Linked DNA regions of Anas platyrhynchos: regions 1 and 2 are each linked to region 3. Evidence: chromatin contacts called from public Hi-C data. All regions are on one chromosome and are shown on one strand. The core of a region is the stretch at or near the end of the contact, and the rest is flanking DNA. Distances in the headings are between cores, read along the strand shown. Region 1 overlaps LOC101804044. Region 2 holds the start of ATP12A (ATPase H+/K+ transporting non-gastric alpha2 subunit). Region 3 overlaps GRAMD1B (GRAM domain containing 1B).

Region 1 (3,034 bases), core at 219-2,718, 120 kb after region 3:
AACTCACCTGCCCTTCCCCTACTTCTGCTTTACTTTCACTGGCCAGGCTGCCCAGTGAGGGTACAACTGCCGGTGCATCCTGTCCTTGGGCCTGCTGCTCCATCTCTTGTTTCACAAAGATATTCTTGTGCTGAGCTCTCCCAAGAAGGATTTCCAGAGCTTTCATTAACTCTGTTACCTCTTGCCATGGTGCACCTAATGGAACCCAATAAGCAATTAAATTGGACTTCTACAGAACTGTCAAGTTGTCATCACCAGAGCAAAAGCAAGAGCAGGCACCTTTCTCTGAAACTTCCCCAGATGGCTTCAAGATGCCTCCTAAAAAGACGACCAGACACTGCCATACTCATTAGGCTTGGACTTCTGGGAGGTGCTGTAACTGTGCTCACCCATGCCTAAGCTGACAGACCTGTATTCTGTCAACAGGCTGTCAACTCTTCAAGAATTACAACAACACTGGAAGACACAAGCTCATCCGTATGAGATGTGCCTTTTTTTTTTTTTTTTTTAACCATTCCACTGTTTCTTCCTTCCCGCTCCACTTCTCTCTTGCTCTGCCCTTTCTCTCACCTGTGTGCCCTACTGCTCGGAAGTTGCTGCTACAGTGCTCATCACACGGTTCAACACCCACTGCTGCCCAGCTGCTCTCTGCAGGTTTATGCCCGCAAATCCTTTGCCTGGCAAAGATTTTCCGGCCTTCAGAGTCCAGTGCTTGCACCATGTCCTGTTTACAACAAATAGCGTTTTACTTTGCAAGCCTCACAACCCATTCATTTCACTTTCTTGCTCTCATATCAAAACAGAGATTAGCACAAGCTATTTTATGCTAGGGTACAATAAAAAAATTAGTGTACAATAAAATCAAAATAGGGTACAGTGGGGAGTAAGACCTATCATTCCCCACTTCAGGGGAACCATCCATCTCACAAGTTTCACAGTTCCAAGACTCCCCTTCCCTCAATCGTTTCTTCACACTGACCGTGAGACCTTGAATCTGCTGCCTGACTCCGTTGTAAAACACCAGCACGTCCATCCTGTGTTTTGCCAGCTGAGATGCCAGGTGCAAATTCTGATCCTCCAGCTTATCATACAGGGTGCAAACACTGAAATCCTCCAGATCTCTCACTGCAAAACACTCTTCTGAAACACGAGGTAAGACTCAAGCCTGAACACTGGCCACAAATCTATTCTATTACCCCCCAAGGGGCACTCACTATCCATAGGAGGCAACAGTGTTTTGTGTACTGAGAGTAAATACCATGAATAGGCAAGACACATAAGGAAAGGTCTCATTCCCTAGTAAGGGGGAGGATGACGGAGCGTTACTATCAACTTCTAACTTGTCCAGTAAACTGTCAGGGTGCTACTTCTCTACCAGATTTGTAGCTGTGAGTGGTAGTTTCTCCATGAACTGTTCTCAGCACCACTAGATAGTGCCATCTACTGGGCTCCAGACGTGCTGTGAACATCCTGAAATTGCCAAGATGAGGTCATCGAAGGCCTTTTTAGGCCCACGAATCACATGCATTCAGAGAATAGAATAAACAACAAAATAGTCCAGGGGATTATTGTTAAAGATCTTTTTTTTCTTCACTAATCATTTGAACCCAATGTTGGTCCAAATTATTTTTCAGAGCTAGCCACTTGCCCTCCTACCTTCTAGGAGGGCAAAAAGAAAACATAGTAATGGAAAAAAAAAAAAAAAAACTAATTCATTCCAATGATGGGAGGTTACAGTCCCCAGCTAAAGAGATTAAGTGAACCTAAAATAAAAAGACGTGTGTGTAAACATCTACATACAAGTGCAGAGCAGTAAAAGTGCCTGTGGCCATGTGTGAACATATTTCTAGGTGAGAAGGTATCAAAATCATCATACCAGGCTAACAGAAGACACAGAATGGGGAGCAAGTGGTAAGAAAGCAATGGGAAAACAGCTGGGGTTGGCACATCACTTCACCTTCCTTATGTGCAGCTCCTTTCTCTCCAAAGCCAGCATCTTCTCCAGAACCACGAGGGCCAAGCGTCTGATAGTACTGCAGGCTAGAGGCAAGGACAGAAGCTGGTGAAGGGCATCTCTGTGTCTGACATACACATTCACCCTGGTCAAATCAGACACTGCCCTATCACTACTTCAGTTCAAGCAGAAGAATGTTTTTTTTTTTCTCTAGGTTCAAAACAAACAGAGGAAGCCTGGGTCAGGCAGTTCTTAGAACAGTACTCAGTGCAGAGGGCACGGTAGAGCTGTCATGCACTGTGCTGGAAGAGAGCTGAAACACTGCTGGGGAACACCAAGAAACTTCCCATGCAGCCAGAAACTCAGGCTATTGTGCTGCTGGCCAGGAGTCCAGCCCTGGGACTGAAGGAGGCAGAAGTGCAGCAGGACATGATTTGGTACTATTGAGGCGTGAGCTGTTGCTTATCTACCACCCGAAGGCAGCTTACCTGTCTTTGAGAAGGACGTACTCTGGGGAGATGTGTGGCTCACCCAGGCTCCTCCACCGTGGCTTCCAGCTCTTCAGGGGGTTAAGGATGGGCACAGTGGGCTGAAGCACAATAGCCAGGGTTGTCAGCACCACGGTTAAGAAGCCCAGAACAAAGAGCACCGCTGGGGAAGCCACAAGGGATGGCAAGAAGTGAGAAACACAAGAAGCAGTTTGTGTCAATAGCACTGTCTCCCTCTACACTCCACTAAATGCTCTCCTTCCCACAGAAACCAACATTTAGCAAGTTTCATCTTCATCACACAGGCTTCTGCTCCTCCCCTCCCTGATCTGGTACACACAGGCAAGGAGAGAAAATGTTTTCCACGCAGGTAGTTAAGAGAACCAAGACTCCTGCTTTCATTTCCATCATTTTGCTGTCCTCTCTCTGAAGGACAAGAGTCTGGTACAGGCAGAACACTTACAGAGAGGTAGGGCTTTGGGAAAAGACCTTAACTGCCCTTCTGGTTACCCTTTAGTGAACTCTTAAATGATGCATTTAATTTCAGTTTAGTTTATCATGGAAACATACTGACACTTTCTGCTTTCATGCC
Region 2 (3,369 bases), core at 365-2,864, 72 kb after region 3:
TCCATCTACCAGCTATTCCTCACTGCTGGATTGTAAATCCCAGTTCCCAGTTAAAAATTATAAATGAAAAAGGTAAAGTTACGTTAGCCCTCTTCTCTCATTTCCCAGCTCACCATCTTTGCTAATAGATCTGAAGGACAACACAACTGTGCTCCTGGATGGCTTATCACTATTTCCAAGTGGATGTTTGCTTTCGCATAGCCCCTCACTTCCAGCATTAGCATTCTGGTGTAGTGTCCAATACCATTCTGGTTTTGATGTCCCTGTGCCTCTCAATCCTTTTGGTTCTAGTAGCTTGGTAATGGGCAACACATGACACACAGAGACGTTGAATAGTCAACATATGTTCTTGCATATGGCATACATCATGAAATCTCTGATGTTTATAAGCATATTGAAAGGTTTCTGTTCAAGCTCCAGGACACAATCCAGTTCTCAAAAAAATTAACAAGCAGCAGAAACTCAATGTGAAACCTTTCCCGATGCAATTCTGTATCTTACATAACGTTTTAAGATTTAAGAACGCCATGGAAAAAGACAAATAAAAGTAAATTGAGAAATAGACGCAGTTCTGTTTTTAAATATAAACATAGCTTAAGGAGGTATGAACTCTAGTCACTGGAAGCCAGTCCCTAGTTTGAATGTGTTTGCTCTTGGTCCTGTTGAAGCAGTAAAGCATGTTTCTGGGTTGTCTTACACGTATGGCTTGAAATGGTCCATGTTAGTTATTTCTATTAACGTGGTATTAACGACAAATGGAGTCATCTGCCAGTGACTGTGGTACCTCACAGCATCTCCAATGATGCAATTTTAAGCTCATGAATTATATAACGTAGAACACTGCTGGAACGTTATATGTGCAGTGAGACCAGTTCTGCCAGACAGATGAAAGACATTCTGTAATGGTGAAGTATAGAAAATTTTTCATGTATGTCTTAGTTTTTCTTCAGTGAAATTACGGGGATGCAGAAAAAGTTTACCTCTGACTGATGCGATACACCGGGTATCAAGCATGTCATAAATCTTGTTATCACTCCCATATGGAAGCTGGTAATTGGCACAAGACAAACAATTTATACAAGCTGTTCAGGTAAGTGGTGTTGCTGAAAATGCATGGGGAAGTGATTTTTTTTTCCAGATCCACATGAAGGTTAAAAACGCAACAAATGCAATCCAAAATAAAAAATGAAGTCAAAGTTAAGAAACTTGAAGGAGCACTCCTCCATTAAATCCCTAGTTACCTAAACGTGGCAGGGATCTGACTTTTAGGGACCCAAGGCAGACATACAGAACAACACGTTAACAGCCAGGAGATACAAAATGTGCTCAGGCTTCCTTTACCCCACCACATGCTGCTGTGACAGCTAGAAATCCAAAGGGGAGTCCGGTGCTGGAAAGTCGCCGAAGGAAACTCTTTGCTTCTAGCAAGATGAATAATACACCTGTTCCCTAGTCGTGAGCAAACACTACAAAGGAATAATTAGAAACTATCTGACCTGAAACCCACATGCCCATTACTGTGGTATTTTTCCACCTACCACAGGTGAAACAGAAGATGGGCTGGACCTGGAAGGGAAGGGGTGGAGTGGCAGCACAAGATGCTGATTTATAAAGCACTAGCAAACAGTGCTCTTTCTCCACAGGCTTTGGACAACGAACCCGTCCTGCCTGAAGGATGCCAAAGCACAAGCAGGATTCCAGCTAACGTCTGCTTGTCAGCTGAGAGGGAACTACAACCTCTGTGAGCTTTCGCACTGCAGTAGCCTGAAGTGCTCTGAGATACTCTGTGGTTCGGCTGGGCTTTTGCTTTTCATCCACACCCTTTGGCTTGGCTGTTTCATTCCATCAGCAAGGGAATAAAATCAACAAGATGGTAAAGGTGAGTACACTGTTCACCAGAACTACTGCTACTGCACAAGTTTCTTAAGAATAAGCACTGAATTAAGTTTTAATATACATGTATGTGTTATAATTGTGGGCTAGTGAAAATGGAACTGGTACTAGACAATGCTGGGCATCCAGTGTCACTACTCAAATTTTCACTCTAGAGAGGAGTGAATTTCTAATCCTAAAAAGTAAAGACTGGATAGGAAATGCTTCTAGGAATGGCTAGTTTTGTAATCAACAGCTTTATGAATGATAGCTCTTTTGCAAATGCCAAAATCTGAGATTTTATGAAAATGTGCAGGTTAAAGGTTACGTGTATATCATGCACAGTGATCTGCTGATTTTAGTGACTTCATGAATTTTCTTTATTCTCTTCCTGTGACACTCTTGCAACAAATAGTTGTTTTCTATCTGTCCTGGTCTCTACTTTCTAGAGATTTGGAAAGCCAAACAGATTTTGGGTTGGATAGTTAAAGGGAGGAGGAGAAATGTGAAGGAAAAATCCCAACTGATAATCCAGACTAAATCTTCCACAAGATAAAAAATCAGAACATCTTGTAACAGAGATGTTCTTTACCTGGGATATGTATCAAACAAATCCAAGTGCTTTAGGGAGAAGGATTCTAGACTTGTAACTGCTCAAACTACCACCAGCTCTTAGCTTTTCCCTTCCCTCCTTCCTCAAGATACAACTTCAAGATTTCAACATTGTTCTAACTAAAGGGCATTGGAGGACAGGGTGCCAGTTTTGAATTCATAATTATAGCAAGATATCTGAAACCTTTCTTTTCCTTGTTGTTTCCATCACCTGAGCTGTGTGGTTTAGTCTGTTTGTAGGATGCCTCCTTTCAACTCAACCGGAACATTACCTTTGCAGAACAGCTCTGAACATTGACATCTGTCCTACAAAAATGTGTATGTACTTGTTAGACAGACCGGTAGCAGCAGCAGCAGCATACGAGTGCATCCATCTCGCTAGTAGAGCACACCATCAGATAAGATCCAGTATGACTCTCACAAAGCTCTGATGGTTAATCTCTAAGGAAGCCTCTGAAATGGGGTCAACCAATAGTTCTTCCAAGGAATGGCATGTAGCTTACAAGATAATTAATATCTGGAACGTTATGATTATAGAAGCTGGTAAATTGGCAACACAGGAAGTTTGCCCTTCAGACTACGGTGTTAACTTAAACTTGGGAGGCAGCAACATCCCCACCCCCTCAAGTTATCAATAAAAGCAGAACATCAGGGCAGCAGCCCTCAGTTATTTAAGTCTCGTGTACCTGCTACTAGATTGACAAGTATGAGTAAAGAGAGAAGGCAGAAGTAACAGGCTTGGTTCTCCCTGGCAACCATTATGTTGTTTGCCTCAATTTCTATGTAATCCATTGCAAATGTGTAAATATAAATGTTAATTTTATTTCAAAAAAAAGAAAAGTTAAAGTCACATATCTAAAAAGCTCCAGGAACAGCCAAAGAAAA
Region 3 (3,434 bases), core at 664-3,163:
AAGGGGCACAGTTGCTGATATAAAAAGTAAAGGAGGGATGGGGTGGGACTATGTCGCAAATACACTGACATCTCCCTTGTTCTTGAGCACAAGTGTAGGTTTTCTAAGCTCAGATCATCATTTTAACATCTCAGAGCCTTACAGGAGAGAATGAGTTCATTTTCTCATTAATTTCTCTGTGGGCAGATCAATTGAAAGGTGGGTGGAAAAAGACACTGACAGGCAGCTGAAGTTCTCTCTGCCACCAGTAAATGATGCCTGTCTACTGCCTGATTTTACTGGGGAGATCAGTAACAAGTGTGGCATGGGGTGCATTGCTTCAGGAAGCCAGATTTATCTTTTGTGTTACTGGAGAAATCTGTGGGTAATGCTTCACCTCAAGGGAGGGTGCAGTTGCTTTCTCTTTGAGCTGAAGGTTTACACTTGTCCTCTTTCTTTCTTTTTGCAGTACTGCCAGTAACTCAAACCGCAGCACGCCTGCCTGCTCCCCCATCCTGCGCAAACGCTCTCGGTCCCCAACACCGCAGGACTCCCAAGGAGACACCATGGTGGAAAAAGGCTCAGACCACTCATCAGACAAATCCCCTTCCACGCCAGAGCAGGGTGTACAGCGGAGCTGTTCCTCTCAGTCAGGCCGCAGTGGGGCCAAGAACTCCAAGGTGAGGAATGAGCAAATAACTTTGGTCAAGGTGTACATTTGTCCGCTGCTTTAAACTCAAGTGTGGTACACTGGTTTTGTTCAGTGCCTTTTTTACTTCTGGCTAACTCTTCTCCTTCTTCCCCCATCATAATTCTGAAAATTCTCCTAACTGGGAGCTGTTTGGGTAGGTCAGACTTCAGTGCACCTCCATCATCCTTTCAGTGAACTCAGTCCAGGAATTGCTGATGGCTTGTACAGCAGCTCCGTAATGGCTTTGGTAGGCTAATCTTTTTGCAATCAAAGCCCTATTTCCTTGGAAGGCTCTGTGATTTTAAGCAAGACCTTGAAAATCAGCTGTTGCAATCACTTTTTATCAACTGGATCGTGGAGGGTCATGAAAGAAATAAAGGCTCCTCTGTGCAGACAGCCTGCGAAGGGTCCATGCGTTTCTCCAGTCCTGTCTAAGCCCCGTGTTGAGATGAGGTTTAAATTGCACAAAATCAGTTTGCCAGTCCTCTGCACGTTGACTTTTACGGGTGCAGTATTACAACTGTCTGACAAACTCCATGGAAATCTTGGCTGGGTAGATGCTACTTTCCCTAGGGAAGTATTAGGTCTTTTGACAGATGGTCTTAGAACCAGTATCAGCCTTTGTTTGCCATACTCAGAGGAATAGGGCTTCAAGTTTGGGGACCCTTGATTTTCTGTGAGCAGTGGGACCTGGTAAAGCATGCTAGTGCCTTGGGAACCAAGCATAACCTTTGACTATAACCCTGATGTCAGTGGTGTATTATAAGATTACTGTCAGGAGCACTTGCATTTTTCCAGCTTTATGAAGTATTTCAGCCTGAACGACTTCCCAGTGTCACAGGTGGCAGAACAGCATAACTCTGATGGCTTGTGTGAAATGAGTTGTGGGATCTTTTACCCAATTTATTGCTGGATTGCACAAAAAGTCTTCATTCACTCCTCTTTGTGTTCACTGTCAGCAGAGAAAACAGGACTCCCTAGCCACTAAGGGAGGAGTATGTGTGCTCAAAAGGGGGCAAAGGGTTTTTTTCAAGATGATTCATTTGAGACCAGTCAGTTCCGAGGTTGCCTTGAGGTCAGACTTCTTCCTGTGCACACAGTAAGCTACAACCACCGCCCAGGATGGTGGATGGCAGCCTCATGATGGTGCTGTCAGCCTTGTGCGCTTGGGCAGTCTGTCCCCAAAAGAAAGCCATGCGCTTGGGAGGCAGGCAGGATGCAGGGCACGCTGTGTTTGTAGATGGGGTCCATCAGGAGAATCACGTCCTTGGTAAGGGGTGTTGCAGAGATGAGTTGCATTGCCCTGGCCCATGATGTGCTGTGATTCAAGGCCATGGGAGGGTGATTCTTGCCAACAGAGGAACTGTTAGTAATTCACGGTGCTTTTAACAAGGAAGGGGGGGGATACAATGCTTTCTGATGGGTTTGTGGGTTTTCCTTCTCTTGATTTGTGAGGTAATTTTTCTTCTTTCCTTAATTTCTCTCTTTTCATTCCTGCATGCTTTCTCTCCGATTAAGTCACACAAGCGCCTCTCCAAAGTAAGCCTTCTTTTTTCTCTCCTGTGCCCCACTGTAGAATTGTCTCATCACGCAGAAACCCTCCCCGTGGTACTGAGCAGTGACTCCAGTAAGGCATTCTCCTGGTGCGGCTGCGAGAATGTCAGCAAGAGCTCACCCCGATGCCTGTAGCTGAGAAGCTGGTTTCACTTATATCACTGGGATCTCCTTAATATTTGCTCACATGGTGCGAAAAGTGGCCTGTTCCTTACACTCCTTCAATTACTTCCAAAGAATTTTAGGCTTCATTTTAAGATTTGCTTTCTTTCTCCCTTAAAAATAGCTGCTGTCTTTACAGGGAGAGATCTGCTGGCTCTGGTGGGCTGAACATAATCCCTTCTCTTTCATCTCTTCTTTATGCCTTTTAGAAATGGGAGTCGATCTCCGTAACTTCTTGCCTGCTTTTTTATGATGAAGACTAGAGAGGCCATTGATCTCAGTTTACTGACCTTACATGTTTTTTCTGTGTGATGTAAATATTAAAGATCAGTGATTTCAAATGAACCCAGCTTAAACCTGTTAGAACAGGCCTGTCCCAAATGAATTGTGAGAATTCATGGGCTCGCTCTGAAAGGTAATAGTAGAAAATCCCTCTGTGGGTGCTTGGATTGGAGATAAGCTCATTTGAGATGTGATCTCAAATCTCTGTGCTACCCTCAGAAGAGTGTAAAAACCAGAAACGCTGATGGGATGCTTATTGGACAGAGTGCCAGGCTGCTGGCATTTCCACGTGTGTATGCAAGTTGAAACCAGAATGGCTTGGATGGCTTCTCGATCTACTAAATCAATGTCTTGGCTTTTCCCCAGTTGATGCCTTGGATTTAATTCCAGGCAAGTTGCTAGTTAGCAGCGAAGTTGACAGTACTGGCTTACAGTTCCCTTTGTCAGAACGCCCCGTGTAGCCAGCCCTATCTTGCATGATTGCTGGTGTCTGCTGGAAACTTCTCCGTATCTTTCTTTAGACAGCTCGTCTCTTGCATGGTAACTGTAGCTTGGATGCTACAAATGAGAACTGTGGGACTAAAGGTGAGGTGTGAAACAACTTCTATGGAAAACGCAGGGCTGGAGTAGCAGAGAGTCCCGAAAGGCTTCTGGTGAGTAGGGAGAGGTGTGTGGGTAGGGCAGGTCAGGGTTGGGCTGTGGCAGGCTGGAGGTGCCTTGCCAAGCTGTGGAGAGATTTGTCAGGAGAGGTGGGAAGAGCATTGGC

What was found. Hi-C and Micro-C count contacts between places; a contact is called where the count stands out from the background.
Region 1: a Hi-C map of skeletal muscle shows a contact between it and region 3, with 2.4 times the contacts expected there. The contact joins two enhancer-like sites. A contact is called at or near these places in 3 of 8 Hi-C or Micro-C datasets (liver and skeletal muscle).
Region 2: a Hi-C map of subcutaneous adipose tissue shows a contact between it and region 3, with 1.9 times the contacts expected there. The contact joins the promoter of ATP12A here to the enhancer-like site in region 3. A contact is called at or near these places in 2 of 8 Hi-C or Micro-C datasets (liver and subcutaneous adipose tissue).

Annotation. Positions count from the first base shown.
Region 1 is chr25:7,893,038-7,896,071 of IASCAAS_PekinDuck_T2T, forward strand. LOC101804044 reads right to left here. Exons shown (of 63, transcript XM_072027710.1): 51 at 2,443-2,605; 52 at 1,958-2,040; 53 at 980-1,140; 54 at 571-724; 55 at 8-195. Among named protein-coding and RNA genes, the nearest start is that of ATP12A, 44 kb to the left of the region's middle. Within about 2 kb of position 1,469, at least 1 of the 8 cell types and tissues checked has an H3K27ac peak or open chromatin away from gene starts, as enhancers often do.
Region 2 is chr25:7,848,451-7,851,819 of IASCAAS_PekinDuck_T2T, forward strand. ATP12A (ATPase H+/K+ transporting non-gastric alpha2 subunit) reads left to right here and starts at 1,615. Exons shown (of 23, transcript XM_005026624.6): 1 at 1,615-1,879. The coding sequence starts at 1,871.
Region 3 is chr25:7,776,463-7,779,896 of IASCAAS_PekinDuck_T2T, forward strand. It overlaps GRAMD1B (GRAM domain containing 1B), which reads left to right. Exons shown (of 24, transcript XM_072027759.1): 6 at 449-659. Among named protein-coding and RNA genes, the nearest start is that of SCN3B, 46 kb to the right of the region's middle. Within about 2 kb of position 1,914, at least 2 of the 8 cell types and tissues checked have an H3K27ac peak or open chromatin away from gene starts, as enhancers often do.